Linked DNA regions of Macaca mulatta: region 1 is linked to region 2. Evidence: chromatin contacts called from public Hi-C data. All regions are on one chromosome and are shown on one strand. Each heading gives the region's core, a stretch centred on a gene start, on an enhancer-like site or on the middle of the called end of the contact. The rest is flanking DNA. Distances are from core to core; before and after follow the strand shown. Region 1 overlaps ETV6 (ETS variant transcription factor 6). Region 2 holds the start of ETV6 (ETS variant transcription factor 6).

Region 1 (3,537 bases), core at 779-3,278, 180 kb before region 2:
TGATTCTCCTGCCTCAGCCTCCTGAGTAGCTGGGATGACAGGCATGTGCCACCACGCCTGGCTAATTTTTGTATTTTTAGTAGAGATGGGGTTTCACCATGTTGGTCAGGCTGGTCTCGAACTCCTGACCTCAGGTGATCCACCTGCCTGGCCTCCCAAAGTACTGGGATTACAGGAGTGAGCCACCACGTCCGGCCGTCCCTAACCTTTTCAATGTGCCTCCACTCCCAGCAGCTTCTCCACAGCTATCTTGAAAGCTGGCCATCAATGTGGCTGGTCAGTTGCAGAGTTCACAGAAACCAGAGAACTCTACACCTTTCAGACCTCCTCGAGGCCACTTGCACTCACTACCGGTACTAGGAATGAGCAAAACCACTCCCATTTTCAGGCTTTCTGGTGAATACCTCTTGGCTATTTTTGGGTTTTCCCTGTTCCAAAGGCTACCAAAAGTCCCATTAAGGTGGGACTTGGGGATGTCTTGTCACTGGGTTTTGGTTTTGCTATTGAGTTGCTCTGCTCTTCCGTGGGGATTCTGAAAATTATACTGCTGCCTATGCTGTCCTCCCAGACTCTGTCACTGAAGCCTTCATGCTGGGAAACACAGAGCCCCTTTGGTGTCTCATAAAAAAGAGCTCCCATCGTCTGGTTCTCCTGGTGAATCGCTGCTGGCTTTTGTGGCAGTAAGTGAAAGAAACGTGATAATTAATCTAAGGGGTCTCTGGCCCCACCAAAGGGGGTTACAGTCCAAAGTGCAGGAACCACTGCACTCCAGAAACAGAGACAACAACCAGAGGGGATACACAGGAAGAATCAAATGGCTGTGAGCCTCAAAGGGCACTCGCCGTCAAGGGGGGATGATTGGCTTCTCCCACTGAAAGAACTAAGGAACGATTCTAGCGAACATAAAACATCGAAATAGAAGGAATTTCTGGCCGGCTGTGGTGGTTCACACCTGTAATCCCAGCACTTTGGGAGGCTGAGGCAGGTGGATCACAAGGTCAGGAGTTTGAGACCAGCCTGGCCAACATAGTGAAACCTGCCTCTACTAAAAATACAAAAAATTAGACTAGCCTGGTGGTGGGCACCTGTAATCCCAGCTACTTGGAAGGCTAAGGCAAGAGAACTGCTTGAACCTGGGCGGCGGAGGTTGCAGTGAGCCAAGATCGCGCCATTATACTCCAGCCCGGGTGACAGTGCCAGATGCTGTCTCTAAAAAAAAAAAAAAAAAAAAAAAAAAAAAAAAAAAAAAAGGAATCTGTATTACAACAACAGTAAACACACAGCCTTTTACTGTCTTTCCATATCTCCTATCACCGAAAGTCAAGACGTCCAGATGTCAGAACTATGAAATTTTTAACAATTCACAAAAGTACAAAAGTATGAGTGACTCGGCCTGTCAGACATCTCAGCAATGCTAGATTGTGATGGAGACCTCTCCAAGTTAGTCTTTCCCAAGTTCAGTGATGAATTGAAGCTTCAAGGAAATACGGAGTTAGAGTCGCAGATTTCCCCACACAAGCACTTAGAAGGAGGGAGCCAGCTGCTCATCTCAGACAGAGCTCTACAAAACCAATGAGGTGTGTGAACGCCAGAGGCCCTGCAGGTGCGGTTGGTCTTGCTGTCAGCTCTGACTTTGCTTTCCTGCTTGTGGCAGCCTCCTTTCTCACTGGTGTCTTGTCTGTTTGGAAGACTGGACTCATCCCTGACATGCCAGTCTTGTCGGAGGATGCTGTCATGCACTGATAATTTTTAAAAATGGCCTTTTTAATGCAGCCCTTGGAAACTTTGCAAGAAATGTATTGATTTGAAATACTGAAGCTGAATTATTGAGCTTTGGCAAAGGGAAATAAATCTTTCCCATTCCTCCACGCCTGTTGCCAAGCCCAGCTTCCAGGAAGCAATGGCTGTCCTTTCTGGAAATGAAGCAAAGCTCAAACATTCTATCACTTTCCCTTTACTTCCCCCACTCCCTCTTCTCTTCACTGGCAATTCACTGACAAAAGCACTTTACATTCATTGCTCATTTGCCTGAATAGGCATCCGAATTAGTAATGCCCAAATTAGTAATGCCTGGCTGAGGCAGCTTCCTAAATAATGAGGCCTGATCATTTTGGCAGACCCGGAGGCCCGTGGAAAGCAAGCTTGCAGCACGACGTTAGGTTAAACACTCTTCCGGTTTTATAACCAAAATTTCTCCTACAGACCTGGATGCAAACAGTACAGGGTATATGTTTACTGATGCTACAGGTGAATAAGACCAGGAGCTAGAAATGGGGGAGAAAGGTAGGGAGAGTGTCCGGGAAAGGGGACGTATGCTGGAGAGTTCTAACGCACAAGGCAGGATTCACAAAAACTTCCTGACATCTGCTGTTTCTTTCATTTCAGGCTGAATGATCATCTCACCTGGCGATGTGCCAGGGGAATTCCCATCATTACCATCAAAACACAGTTGGGTCTAACTGCTGAGTTCTCATTTTGTCCACCTCTCCGTTCACTCACCCACTCACCCATCCGTCTAACCTAGGAGGTACCCACTATGCCTCATGTCCCGGATTAGGTGCAGGGCACATCAAGGTGAATGAGACTGGATTTTGCGGTCTGGAAGGGAAGAAAGGAAAGTAAAGAGACATTTTCAAGTTAGTGCATTCGTGCACGGCCAGGGAAGACTTTCTCAACTGGATAGGCTAACAGCTTTCCAGGCAGAGGAACAGCGGATGCGAGGCCTGGACACGTGAAAAAGCACAACTAGTTTGGGGAATGTTGAGTAGTTCAGTAGGATTAGGACATGAGATACATGTGAGTGTGTGTTCAAATGGGGGTGAGGGTGGGAGGTGACAATGCATCTCCATGTTTGTTTTTAAGAGACAGAATCTCATTCTGTTGCCCAGACAACAGGGTTGTTGTACAGTGGTGGGATCATGGTTCACTGCAGCCTCGAACTCCTGGCTTCAAGTGATCCCCTTGCCTCAGCCTTCCAAGTGGTTAGGACTACAAGTGAGCCACCATGCCCAGTTAATTTAAAAAACATTTTTTTTTAAGAGATGGGGTCTTGCTATGTTGCCCAGGCTGGTCTCAAACTCTAGCCTCAAGCAATCCTCCTGCCTCAGACTCCCAAAGTGCTGGGATTACAAGCATGAGCCACTGTGTCTGGTCAACATCTCCATTTTGATGCTTAATAGGGACGTTAGGCTTAATGCATGCCAATCAACCTCCGGATGTCACTCATCTAAATCTGCTATTCTCACCCTTTCCCATCGCAGAGAAGGCAAACTCCATTCTTTCTGTGGCTAAGGCCCCACACCTTCCAATCACCCTTATTTCCTTCCTTCCTCCCTCCCTCCCTCCCTCCCTTCCTCCCTCCCTCCCTCCCTCCTTTCCTTCCTTCCTTCCTTCCTGCCGGACTCTCGCTCTGTCGCCCAGGCTGGAGAGCAGTGGTGCCATCTCAGCTCACTGCAAACTCCGCCTCCCAAATTCATGCCATTCTCCCACCTCAGCCTCCCGAGTAGCTGGGACTACAGGCACCTGCCACCACGCCTG
Region 2 (4,059 bases), core at 241-2,740:
ATTTCACATTAGCCTCTCCTCAAACCCATGAAAATGTTTTCTGGTAAGAAACACCAAAATGTGATTCTAATTATTAAAAACCTAGTAAGCCTGTATGATGAACTACTGCGTTTCCCCTACACAGATTCTAATTGAAAGGCAGTGTTAAAACAGGAAGGGTTTTTCTACAGACGAAGAAAACAGGTTACTTGTCCATTGTTGCTGTAATGTCCATTCAATGAACATACATTAAATAGGCCAAACCAAAAACAAAACTTCAGCAGCTTCAGCCTCTCACAGGGGCAGAAGGCTTTCTACCTGGGTACTGGTGGAATAGTGAAATGAATAAAGTGTACAATAAATGCAGCGATGGGAAAAATAACTGGGGTAGACGGATAAATCATCCTGCCTCCCAATGGTGGCAAACTTTACAACAACTTTTCAGAAGCAACAAACCGCAGCACCACAGTCTTTACAGATATATAGACATGCATACACACAACTACTGGGTAGCCCAGCAGTGTGTTTACAAACATCCACCGCCCTGCATTTACAATACTGCAAAACCGGCCAGAAAGCTGGGAGGGTGCTGCTCTTAGATATCCTCTCTGCACTGTCAAACACAGAAGGTCATTTTGCCTGGTTTGCTTAGTTCTTCCTCTCCCTGCATCACAGGAGTTTTCTACTTTGGGATTGCTCAACTTTCATATGGATCAGAGTAAAATAACTATTCAGCAACTTTATTCACCTAGGTTAAAAAAAAAAAAAATTCATTGTGCAATGCCTAGGAAAAGCTGACACCAGGACTGCCTCTCCGACAGCACTTGCAATTACAATCAGACGAGGGGGAAAAAAATCATGTCTGATCAGACCCAGAGAGTCCTTTAAAAAAATGAAGAAAAAGATTCTATCGCAGCTGGGACTGAAGAACTTTTTTTCTAAGAAGACCACCCCTCGGGGACAAAAGTTACATTTCAGTCACATGTTGGGTGTAGGAATAGGGAGCAGGTTTTTGGGGGTTTTTTTAAGCGCACTAATTACGGGGGTGTTTTACAGTTCTGGAGACAATCCGGGTTGCTCCTGACCAATTGTGACCGGCATTTCATTGTCAAAAAGCAAGAGGGTGGGGGCCGAGGAGCCGGCAGGGGCTCGGCGGTGGGGAGTAGCAAGGTTACGCTAAAGGGTACAGCCGCCGCCGCGAGCTGCATCTCCTTCCCTCGCGCCCCAAATAATTTACTGCGAACAGAGCAACTGCAACAGCCCGCTCTGAGGAGCCCAGCACGACTGCCCTGGCCGGTGCAGCTCAGGGTTTCCACCACGGAGAGGGAAGGGAGAAGATTTTTACCTTAATGCTACACTGAGCAGGAGTCTCAGACATGTCTCACAGCGAGAGAGATCAGGAAGTTCTCAGGTTTTTTCCACTTTCCTTTCCTCTCCCCAACCCAGAAAGGCTCCACGGCCAGCCGGACGCGGTCATTTAAGAAGTTTCTTCCAGCATCTCTCCCGGCAGCCGCCCCGGGGGTCTGGAGCGCGCGGGGCGGGGCGGGGCGGCCGGCGGAGTTGGGCGCGCGGGGCGGCGGGGGCGTGGGAGCCGGGCCCGAGCGCGGCGGCGGGGTCTGCAGGTCGCGGCGCGGCGCGGGGACCCGGGACGCAGCCCGGCCAGCCTCCCGGTCTCTCCTCCCACCCGCAGCCGGCGCCCCCGCCCCCCGCCCTCCCGCCGCTCTCCCTCGCTCTCTCGAATGTTTTCCTTCCTGGAAGAGAGAAACTGAAAGGCAGAACTGAGAAAGCTCTTTGCTCATTGATCTTGAGAGTTTCAGTGCAGAAACTGACGTGAATTCCCAGCACTGAGCTCTGCCTCTTAAAGGAGCCACCAGGAAATAAAAGCTCGGGTTACAGCCCGGCATCGGGGAAATAAAAGCCGCGCGGGGGAGGGGCGGCCGCGGGGGCGCGGGCGGAGGAAACCCGGGGAGCGGGGCCGCGCGAGGCCGCGGCTGCTAGCGGGGCGAGCGGCGCAGCCCCCCAGGCCGGCCCCCGGTGCGGGCGCCCGCCCTCCACGCCGCGAGACCTCCCGCTGGCGGAGCCAATTTCCGGGCTTAAGGAAGACACCTTTAAAAAACGTTACATCGTGGCCCCAGACACCACAAAACAGGTTTTATTAAACTCCTCCCACCTCCCCTGGCTCCATCTCTTGGATACATCGATTTGCACAAGGGTTTTGAAACGTTTCCCTAAGCGCAGATGCAACGAAAGTAATTATCTATGAAGGGCCATTCCGGTAAGGACGCGGAATCCGAAGGAGGAAATAAAACAATAGCCTTTGTTCTGCTTCTCGACCGCTGCCTCTTTAAGAGAATCCACCAGGAAATGGGAGATCGGGTTACAGCCTGCACACGGGGAAATGTGGGGAGAGCGGGCGCCCGAGCGCGACGCCGGAGACAAAGCCGGGGCGGCCGCGCTGCAGACGCTGGGGGACCGCCGGGCGGGGGGATTCCCGGGGAAGGTGGGCGCCCCGGAAAGAGGTGGCGCCGCGCGCCCGCTTGGGGATGCGGCGGCCGCGGGCGCTTCCCCAGCCGAGCACGCGCTCCGGGACGGGAAGGTTGCAGGGCAGTTATCAAAGGCAGCTGAGTTCCTTTTCCTGACCTCCCCCTCCTGTTTCGAAATCTACTGCCCTTTTAAAGAAATAGCGGCCGCCACCAACCGAAATAGGTGACTCGACTACAAACTTGGCAGGACGTGTTCCTGCAGATAATACCCCTCCCCAGGACCGCTTCTGTGAAACCGTCATTGGCCGGTTGATTGGATGGCCCTGGGATCCTGCAGGGGGAGGAATATTTGGTTGGAAAAGCAGTTGAGGGTGGTTGAGGCCGTTGGGACTGAGGGGTCTAGCCTTGAGCACAAGTGGTCTGATTACTTTATTATTTTTATTATTATTTACAGTCTCTTAAATTGCCCTGAAGTGTCCACCACAAAAAACTGAGAACATTATCATTATACTTAAATTCTAACCTTGTTAACACATATATGGGGGTTTAATATGTGGATGTGTAATGTAAAACGAAATTTGTTGTAATTTCGTCTCTATTGAGTAATATATTAAATATGGTATAAATATGTATATACCCATATATGTTACCTGCACCGAACCAGGACACATTTCCCCGAGTCTCCCCACCCTACAGATTTTGCCTACCCACTTTTCTTCACCTCTCCATATTATGAAATGTGTTCAGACTTGTATACACAATACTTTTGTTCACACATTGATCAGATCACTCCGAACGAGGCTAGGGTGGGAAAGAGTGCTGTTGCTGGGATGGTGGGAACTGGTTTTTGTGAGCCTCCAGGAACCTGAACAGTGTTTGTCAACTGGTAGTCCTACTCTCCAAGAGATCTCAGTCTTGTCCACACCGACTCCTCTGCCTTTGACCACCCCCTTCTTCCCTTTAACAAATCTGTATTCTTTTGCTTTTCATAATTGATGTTGCAGACATTGGTTCAGATGTCCCATTGCTGGGTTATGTCTTCTACATCACTTAGCAATGTGATCCCTGACAACTCAGTTACTAAGCTTCTGTAAAATGGGGAGAAATAGTACCTAGCTTATAAGATTATCTTATTAAATCAGAAAATATATACAAATGCCTCCTTAGCAGAGAGCAGCACAATATATGTGCTCAGTTAAAGTTGGCTACAATTATTATTTAAGCCCAGGACTAAATTAGTTCTTGACTTTTCTTCCTAACTCCTCCTCAACGTCTACAAGTGATTCATAGAAGTAGTAGTTTGAAGTAAACTGTTTGTGGTTCCAAAGCAAAAAACATAGTTGACAACTGTAGCAAAAGCTACATTTAGACCAGGGGTTGCCAGTCTCTGTAAAGGGCCGTGTTGTAAATGCCTTAGTCTTTGTGGGCCGAGAGACAAAATTGAGAATGTCAGGTAGATACTTACATAACATGACGAGAAAAAAGTTCACAGTTTTTTATTTTATCAATTCAAAGTGTAATAATACAATTTTAATACAGGTATACTAATGAAAGGCATGGAATTCTTTTGGGGGGAAATAACATTTCACTTGGTGTT

What was found. Hi-C and Micro-C count contacts between places; a contact is called where the count stands out from the background.
Region 1: a contact with region 2 is called in a Hi-C map of fetal cortex germinal zone, with 1.7 times the contacts expected there. The contact joins the enhancer-like site here to the promoter of ETV6 in region 2. A contact is called at or near these places in 2 of 14 Hi-C or Micro-C datasets (fetal cortex germinal zone and fibroblasts).

The regions. Positions count from the first base shown.
Region 1 is chr11:14,265,007-14,268,543 of T2T-MMU8v2.0, reverse strand. The region is part of intron 2 of ETV6 (ETS variant transcription factor 6); the gene reads right to left. Among named protein-coding and RNA genes, the nearest start is that of ETV6, 180 kb to the right of the region's middle. Within about 2 kb of position 2,028, at least 8 of the 40 cell types and tissues checked have an H3K27ac peak or open chromatin away from gene starts, as enhancers often do. A contact at or near this core is called in fetal cortex germinal zone, where this site is marked.
Region 2 is chr11:14,088,840-14,092,898 of T2T-MMU8v2.0, reverse strand. ETV6 (ETS variant transcription factor 6) reads right to left here and starts at 1,490. Exons shown (of 8, transcript NM_001266080.1): 1 at 1,325-1,490. The coding sequence starts at 1,357. It overlaps LOC107000769 (a long non-coding RNA gene), which reads left to right and starts at 2,002. Exons shown (of 2, transcript XR_013400907.1): 1 at 2,002-2,254.